Linked DNA regions of Mus musculus: region 2 is linked to region 1. The links are chromatin contacts, called in public Micro-C maps. All regions are on one chromosome and are shown on one strand. Each heading gives the region's core, a stretch centred on a gene start, on an enhancer-like site or on the middle of the called end of the contact. The rest is flanking DNA. Distances are from core to core; before and after follow the strand shown. Region 1 holds the start of Gale (galactose-4-epimerase, UDP). Region 2 holds the start of Luzp1 (leucine zipper protein 1).

Region 1 (4,512 bases), core at 1,660-4,159:
CTGCCTCCTTGTGCTGAGAGTGCCCGGGGTGATCCTGGGCTCAAGGGGGCCAGGGAATGGAGCAAAGGTGGGGTGAGCGGTCCTCACCGTGTCTGCCCGGCACAGGTCCCGGATCATCTCCTCGATGAAGAACTTGGACTTGCCGTAGGGGTTGGTACAGCCCCCCGTGGGGTGGGCCTCATCCAGAGGCAGGTACTGGGGGTTCCCGTACACGGTGGCTGAGCTGCTGAACACCAGGTTCTTCACTCCGTGGGCCCTCATGATCTGGCCGTGGAGGGGAGGGTCAGTGGCCTGTGCCTCACGGGTAAGTCCCACTTGTTACCCCACCCTAGGAGGGTGGGGCTGAGGCGACGGGCATCAGTTACAGAGAGAGAAACAGGCTGGGGGGGTAAAGAAAGGCAGGTGTCCGAGATGGTACGGCTTGGGTCCTCTCTGACTCTCCCACGCAGGCCCTTACTGTGGCCAGCATGCCAGCCAGCCTGGGGCCCAGCTGGCGTCTGTGTCCCCGTCCTCTTACCTCTAGAAGCTGGATGGTCCCTGTTAAGTTAACTCTATAGTAGTCCAGAGGCTTCTGCACTGACTCGCCCACAGCCTTGAGGCCAGCAAAGTGGATGACGGCCTTAAAGCTGTGCTGCAGGGGGAAAGCCAGGGTCAGAGGATGCTGTGCCTGCATCCTTGGCGATGCTCCTCCTACCTGCCACGCTGGCCCCAAACTCACAAAGACTCCCAAGTGCTTGGTTTAAAGGCATGCTCTAAATGCCCCAGCTAGCACCTAGCTTCTTTTTTAAAAATGTACTTATTATTATATGTAAGTACACTGTAGCTGTCTTCAGATGCACCAGAAGAGGGCATTGTGAGCCACCATGTGGTGGCTGAGATTTGAACTCAGGACCTTCAGAAGAGCAGTCAGTGCTCTTACCCGCTGAGCCATCTCTCCAGCCCCAGTACATACCTTCTTAAAGAGGTGCTGTAGGGCTGCCTGGTCCAAGATGTCCATCTCCTCAAACTCCACAGAGCGGCCTGTCAACTCCTGGACCCGGCGCAGGCTCTCAGGCATGGAGTCTTCTCCTGGTGGTGGTGGTGGTGGTGGGGCACACGGTGTTCAATATTAGAGAATGGGGTCCTGTACCCAACCCCTCTAGAAACTGTTCACTGATTCGTACCCAGCTTCACTCACCACGAATGGCGTTATGGAAGTTGTCAATGACCACAGGTGAGTAGCCTGCCTCCAGCAGCTCCAATACCGTGTGGCTGCCGATGTAGCCAGCCCCACCTGTGACCAGCACCTTTTCCATGGCGCCTGCTTAGAAGACAGAGTTTCAGAGGTGGCCGAGGCTTCCTGCTCAGGGCCTCACTCCAACTGGATGCTCGACCCCTACCTTCATCTTGGAGGATGTAGGGGTGAGCCCTAGTTTAAGGAGAGGTTCCAGAATCAGCCCTGGGTCTAACTAGCTAACTACCAGTTTCTGGCTGTAGGGGCTGACGTTTTGAACTCTCTCTAGGGCACAGTTTTCACCTCTAGAACTAATTATTGTACACACCCCATGTATTAGGAGGGCCCAATGAAGCAGTTTAAAGGTCTGCCACCTGCATATGTAGGACATCAGACACACCATGCTGTCTAGTTCCTGTTGACAGAGGGTGGGAAGATGGGCCTTTTGAAGACCCACCCTTCCTGCCTCCATGTCTGGAGTATGGACAGTCTCGGGCAGAAGAACATCGCTTAAGAATGGGAGGCTAGGATACAGAAAAAGGGACCTGTCCCTGTAAACTGACACCTTTTCCCCGGAGCAAAAGGTTCCTGGGTTTGATGACTAACATCTAGTGCTCCAACAACCCTTCCCCTGGAAGGTCAGTTGGGAGGAAGCAGTAAGAACGCCAAATGGCCTCAAGGGTGGGGTCCTTAGCCAGGAAGGCTGTGCCCAGCTCAGAGGCTGCAGTGCCAACAGCCCTGGAGTGGGTAGGGCTTCACCCCACCCTGGGGCAGCCAATAGCTCAGCTTTGGCCCAGCTGACTTGGAGCCACAGATCCCGCCCAAGGAGGGCAGCACCAAGTGAGCCGGTGTCGACGTGGATTTGGCTCGCTCTCCGCTGCCAGGTGTGCATCCCCACCCTGAGCAAACTGCTGGGCGGACAGAGAGGCAGTCCACACAGTGAGGCCTTTCATTTTCACGACCTGGCTCGCTGCCGTCTTTCTCCGAGCTGCCTCAAGTTTCTGCTGGGGTTATTCTGCTGCAGCCCACTGGACGGGGCGTCCAGTGCGACCCAGAATCACTACCCCGCACTTGTGCGTTATTTTCCCAACATCTGGATGTGGCAGGTGTTTCTACCAGCCCTGGGTACTAGGGTCTGAGCCCAGAGGCAGTCGGCCTGGGGTCACACAGCAATAAGAACTGACTAAGGGGGATCCCCGAGACTATGCCCCGCGACTCCCTGCAGCTCCCGCATTGCGCGAAGACGCGGGGAGGCGGTCGCTGAGGGGACTCTGGTGGCAGAAAGGCTGCTCTGAGGTCGCTCCGCTCCGGACTAGGGGATGACCTTGGTCAGCGGTCCCCTCCTCAGTTTTCCCTGTCTGTACAAGGCAGGAGAGCGGATGCTGGGTCTCAGCAGCCTGGGCGAGGCGGAGCTTAGCTCTGGACTTCGGGTCTGGGCTGGGAGCAGGAGCGGGGAGCCGAGCCCCGAATGAATGGGCTCGGGTGGCCCCCGCTACGGTTGCGGAAAACGCGAGCAGAAGGGGTGAGCCTGGCCCTGTTCCGAACACGAACCGACCCTCTTGGAACCTCCTCGCTCCCCACCAAGCATTGGCCCTTCCGAGCTCACTAAGCCCTTCATTCTACCGGCCGAACCTGCGGAAGCTCCAGCGCTGACTCCAGGCACCGCCTCCCGCGACCAGCGCCGCGGCCCCTTTAAGACCTGACAGCCCAGCCCGACCCCGCCCCTCCACGCCCTCCAGGAAACGTGTGTACTGGGTTACTGCCTGGACGGCAACCCTGGAGGGACAAATGGTCTGCACAGGCTTTAAACGCCTGCGCAGTGCGCTTCCATCGAGGGCGGAAATGAGGGGTGCGGACGCCATCCGGTTACCGGCGGGCTGTTGAGGAGAAACAAGGTCGGGACTGGGCCCTTTCTAGTCCCTCCACTCAGAGCCACTGTTTGTGTCAAACCCTTGGTCGGGCAGCTCCAGTTGGAGGACATGGCTGGCCCGGGCTGCGTCCAAGTTCACGTGGGAAGAAACCCGCGATGGCGAAGGAACCTTGACATTCACAGTAGCAATTGCTGTGCCCATCGCTGAGCCGCTGCCTCCCTCCCCCAAAGCTGTGTTTGCGCACCTGCCCCCGTATAGGGACTCAAGACACTTTTGTCTCGGTTTAAGATACAAAGCGGGACCGGGCGGTGGTGGCACACGCCTTTAATCCCAGCATTCGGGAGGCTGCTCCTGCAGAGGCCCCGAGTCCTGTTTCTGGCACCCACATACCTACCGCCTCTCATTACATAGGATGCCATGCCCGCTTCTGACCTCCGTTGCACATACCATACATAGCTGGCATTCTCTCACAAATACATAAATGAAGCTAAATCTTTCCTGGTAGTACAGGTCTTCAGGCCCAGCAGAATTTCAGTGAGTTTATGAAAAGGGAAGCTGAAGATAGCTAGCGCGTGAATAAATAATAATAATAATAATAATAATAATACTGTCAAGTTGACCATTGTGGAAGTTTGTTATCTCACTGGAAGCAGATACAGATGGATCCCTGGGGTTCACTGGCCAGCCAGCCTAGTCTCCTTAGCTAGTTCCAGACCAGTAAGAGATCTATCTTCCTGATCTATCTTCCTGCTCTGGAAACAGGCACGTTCTCAGAAGCGAGTCCTAGGGTGTTCCCCACAGCAATGATTTCCAGTCAGTGGTCTGGGGGCTTGGGTGTGGCGATGGAAGAGATCCAAAGATGAACCAGCCACAAAACCTTCCCTCTTCCCTCAGAGCAATTTTACTCCTCCACCCATAAACACACGTTTGAATGTTATATTAGAAAATTAAACCTTTAATTACATAAGCTGTTTTCAAAAAAATCACACACAGAGTGGAGATTTCGTTGGCAGATGACCACAGATGCAGATCAACCCCCACCATTCCAGCAAATGCTCTGCTGGCATAAGGGGAAACTGCTCTCTGTCCTCAGAGGTAGAACAAAGGCCCTGCGGCGGTGGACATCAGCTCTGTTGGCAGGCAGACTCACCCAGGGCCATCCCAAGCAAGTGCTTAGGCACAGCTCTGGGGAGCTGGCCCAGGCCAGGCAGCTCTAGCCCTTATCATCAGGGACAGGGACCTCTGTGATGCCGGCTCATTTGCTCTCATTCCATCTCTTCATCCAGGAATCATTGTATACACCCAATTCCCTCCGTTCTGGTTCAGGCGAACGAGGGTCTCAGAGCTTGCAGGTGGCCTGTGCCACTTTGGAACTAGTTTTTCTGTTAAGGGCTTGACAGATGAAGTCCCCAGCTTCTAGAAGTTTCT
Region 2 (4,358 bases), core at 982-3,481, 510 kb before region 1:
CACTTTTACATTCTGACCTTCAATTTGCTCAACTAGCACTTCACAGGCTTGCAATGACTACGTAATATACTCAATACTCAGTATTATTGAATGACAACTCAACAGTATGAGTTTCCTTTCTTGGTCTTCAGGCTTTAAAAAAAAATATGGAGGAAGGCTAATTAACAAACAATCCATGTTATGGGAACTAGAGAGAGGGCAAAATGTTTAAGAACCCTTCTTGCTCTCCAGAAGACCAAAGTTCAGTTTCCAGCACACATGTCAGGCATCTCCCAACCATAGCTGCCTATAACAAAAACTTGAGAGGGATCTGGCCTCAGAAACACCTGAACTCATGTGAGCATTCCCATACACAGGAAGACAAATCTTTTTTAAACTCCATGTTATTAGTGGATGGTCAGCTGTGAACCTATACTTCCTGCCTTCATAGTCCAATCCATCCCTTACCCATCCCACTATTTCTAGTTTTTCAAACTTTAGCTGCTATGTTTAGAAAAGTGATTTAATTTTAGAAACCTGGAAAATTCTTCCGAGTAAATTGAGCAAAACCTTAATCTGCCCCAAGGGGAAATTCTGTGCAAAACAATTATTTCTAACAAGAGAAGAATTTTCTAAGGGGGTTATAGAATTTAACCACACAAATGCCACCAAAGCTGCACACAAAGTGACAGAAGGCAATCTGGAACATACTGTACAGATTTTCCCAGAGGAAATAGCCTCCCCTCATCTGGGGTTGCTAAATCTTCCTAGGTGATCTGAATTCTTCCCGGCTCTGTCACTAGTCCAGATCCTTAAGCCAGAACCACAGACAGCAGTTGGAAAAAAAAATAAAATAAAAAGGACAAAAAGAAATACCCTGAACAAACCCCAAATCTCAAAAATATCTTCCAAAAGGCACTGAGGTCCAGAGAGTTATTTTCTCCTGAATGGACAGAAAAGCCACCACGAGGCGCTCAGAAGCACAATCCTTTCCCCCAAGGTCATTCAAGTCATCGAAGGTGCGACAGAGAATCTGCAAGCTGCTCGGTTAAAGAACACTGCGGAGATTTTTTTTTTTTTTTTGGAGGTGTGTGAAGGGGGATGGGGGGGGGGGCTGCCTGCTCTCTTCCCCTCTCCCACCCCGAAGTGTGAGCACCCGCCTCGGCATTTCCGAAACAAGCCACAACAAGCTCTGCAGTGTTAGGAAAGGGGCTGACGCGATGAAGAAACAGATGCTCCATAGCAAGATGGGTCTTTCTCGGCCGGCTGAGGCTCCTGCGAGGTAATTAGCAGAAACCGCAGGCACCTCGGAGAGGTCCCCACCGGGCTGCGGAACCCACCAGCCCCGCCGTGCCAGTGCCCGTGCCCGGGACGCCGGCTTCCACCTCGCTAGTCGCCTGGCCAGCCGCAGGCCAAAAGCGGCTCCCGAAACCGCACTTCATTCCTGCGCTTCGGGAAGCCATGGCTCCCTTCCCTGCCGGGCCGCGGGGCGGGGTGCGCGCTGCGGAAAGTTCACCGCGGCGGCGGGAGGGGGCCGGCGGCTACCCGAGTGCCCCTGCAGATTCCACCATTAATTAGTCCTCGGGACTGTCGACTGGCAACTTAAACAAAGCGAATGCCTCGAATTCCTTCCCGGGCCGCGGCGGTCTGGCCCGCGAGACGGGAGCAGCGCGCCGGCGGGAGCCGCGCGGGCGGGCGGGCGGGCCGCAGCCCCGGGGCCGACAGCTGCGGACGCCCCGGGGCCGCCGCGGGCCTCTCCCCGGCCCCCCGCGCGTCGCGTCCCGCACACCGGCCGCGGCCCTTCCTGTCCGCTCACTTCCTTCCTCCCGGCTCGCCGCCCCGCGGAGCCCGGCGAGGACCCCGACGCCTCCCTCCCTGGCCGCCACAGCCGCGCTCGCCCTCACTCGGCGTCTCCCCAGTCTCCTCAGAAACGTCCCTCCCCCTCCTCAGGAAGAAAAAAAAATCTCTGAGTCTCTCCCTCCAACTCCAGCCACACTCTCTCCGGCTGGCCCACCGGAGACCTCCCCTTCCCGGCTCCGCTTCCAGAACCCGCGCGCACTCCCCGCCGTCCCCGGGACACCCCGGCCGAGACCCCCTCACCCCCGGCACACAAGCCGGACTCCCAGGCCGCCCGCCTCGCCACACTCCCGCCGCCGCCTCACCTCAGCGGCTGCGGCCCGCGCTCCCGCCGCCGGAGGATCCGGCGCTCCGCTCCCAGCGGCCGGCGCCTGCTCAGGCTCCCCCAGACTGACAATGAGGGGCGGGGCCTTGTGTGGCGTCAGCGCTCCGGGGCGGGGCGTATGCCAGGCCACGCCTCCTTTGGTCCTTTTTTTAAGCCCTCCCACTTCCAAGCCCAAGGTTTGAACCCAGCCAAGTTTTCATTGCCTTCCTAGCTAGGTGCCCCGGACCTGGGCTAGGCTCCGGAGGAAACCTGACTTGGAAGGCAAGACCGCGCTCAAAAGAAACGCTTTCAGAGACGTTGGGAGGGTGCAGTAAAATCGTCCATGCAAAGGGATTAGGGCCTGAAATGAAGTCATCGCTCAACCAAACACCTCTTACTCAGTGAGTGTGGAGAAGGGACTGGGCGTGGCTCAGAGGTCATGACTTCTAGTCCCACTGGCTCCACATTCATTCCTCAGGTGCTGCCAGGAAAGTCCTTTCCCATCTATATCCCTTACTTTTCCTTCTTTAAAATGGGAATCGGCAGTGGGCCACATGGTCTCAAAAAGTCCCCCCAATGCCTTCTATGTACAAAGTACTAGGGCCAAGAGAACCCCTGGGGGGAAGTGGACTTTGAAGGTAGCTCAGGACCTAAATCCTGCAGCGCACAGGCCACATTCAGAGACGTTCTGTGGGCGCCCTCCCACGCGCTGGCACCCAGCAGCCTGCACAAGCCGGGACACAGATGGCTAAGAGCTGCTTCCTCTCTGACTGCAGGAGTATGGCTGGTCTCTGGAGACGCCTCTTGTGTAAGCTCTTTATTGCCTATGGAACAAAGGCCAAATCCATGGCCTGGTATTCTCACTTCCTACCTTCATACACACGCTCTGAAGTTTACCCAAACTTCCCTTAGCACACCCACCGCTTTCCCACATCCGCCCTTCTGCTTGTCACCTCATCTCCTGTGTGCGTCCTCCTATTTCTCCCAAGGCAAAAAGACCAACCCTCTTTGCTCTCTGTACCTGGTGGCATTGACTCCAGCTCTCACAGGGCCGTGGATACATTATAACTTGTATCCTGTTGACCTCCAGCTGGGTGTGGCAGTGGCACATTCCTATCTTTAATCCCAGCACTCAGCAGGCAGGTGCATTGCTAGTTTGAGACAAGCAGGGCTACAAATAAGAAAACATGTCTTAAAAAATAATGCCATCCATGGCCATGAGCGCTGGTAGGCAAATGCTGAAGAGGGTGAAACAGGAGAATCACACATTTAGGGCCAACCTGGAGTACCCTTTGGGGCTGGGGATACAGTTCTGTTGGTAGAGCATTTGTCTAGTATGCACAATGCCCTGGCTTCAATCACAAACACTGCATAGTTGGATGTGGTAGCATATACCTCTAATTCCAGCACTCAGGAGGTAAAGCCAGAAAACTCAGGAATTCAACTGCAGAGACCGGCATAGTAGCAAATGCTTTTAATCCCAACACTTGGGAGGCAGAGGGCGGGCAGAGTTCTGTGAGTTCTAGGCCAACCTGGTCTACATAGTAAGTTCTAGGACAACCAGAGCTACATAGTGAAATCCTGTCTCAAAGAAAGAAAGAAAGAGTTCAGAACTGGGGAGATAGCCTATTTGTTAGAGCATTTTGCAGAGGAGCCAGGTTCTGTCCCAACACCCACATGGAAGCTCACAACACTCTGCAGCCCCAACTCCAAAGGATCGAATACTCTTTTCTGGTCTCTGCAGGCACCAGGTACATACATGATACACATACATACACATAAGCAAAACATTCATCCATGGGAGCTGGAGTGATGGCTCAGCGATTAAGAGCACTGACTGCTCTTCTGAAGGTCCTGAGTTCAATTCCCAGCAACCACATGGTGGCTCACAACCATCCGTAATGAGATCTGATGCCCTCTTCTGGTGCTTCTGAAGACAGCAACAGTGTACTTAGATATAATGATAAATAAATCGTTTAAAAAAAAACACTCATCCACATGAAAAAATTAATAAATAAAAATAAAGTTGGTTGGTGGTGTTGTCGATGTTTTCAAGGCAGGGTTTCACTGTGTAGCTCTGGTTGTCCTGGAACTAGATCTGTAAGGGAGGCTGGCCTCAAACTCAGAGGTCTGCCTCTGCCTCCTGAGTACAGGGATTTAAAATAAAGGTTTTTTAAAACAAAGTTAAGGCCATCCTCAGCACCGTGGTGGGCCTGAG

What was found. Hi-C and Micro-C count contacts between places; a contact is called where the count stands out from the background.
Region 2: a contact with region 1 is called in a Micro-C map of embryonic stem cells, with 2.2 times the contacts expected there. The contact joins the promoter of Luzp1 here to the promoter of Gale in region 1. A contact is called at or near these places in 2 of 484 Hi-C or Micro-C datasets (both in embryonic stem cells) and 2 of 115 datasets of contacts at active chromatin or transcription factors (memory CD8 T cells and pancreatic cancer cells).

What each region holds. Positions count from the first base shown.
Region 1 is chr4:135,962,122-135,966,633 of GRCm38.p6, reverse strand. It overlaps Gale (galactose-4-epimerase, UDP), which reads right to left and starts at 2,909. Exons shown (of 11, transcript NM_001356493.1): 1 at 2,846-2,909; 2 at 1,178-1,300; 3 at 953-1,068; 4 at 518-631; 5 at 88-264. The coding sequence starts at 1,295. It overlaps Hmgcl (3-hydroxy-3-methylglutaryl-Coenzyme A lyase), which reads right to left. Exons shown (of 9, transcript NM_008254.3): 9 at 3,966-4,512. The coding sequence ends at 4,424.
Region 2 is chr4:136,467,634-136,471,991 of GRCm38.p6, reverse strand. Luzp1 (leucine zipper protein 1) reads right to left here and starts at 2,231. Exons shown (of 5, transcript NM_024452.2): 1 at 2,142-2,231.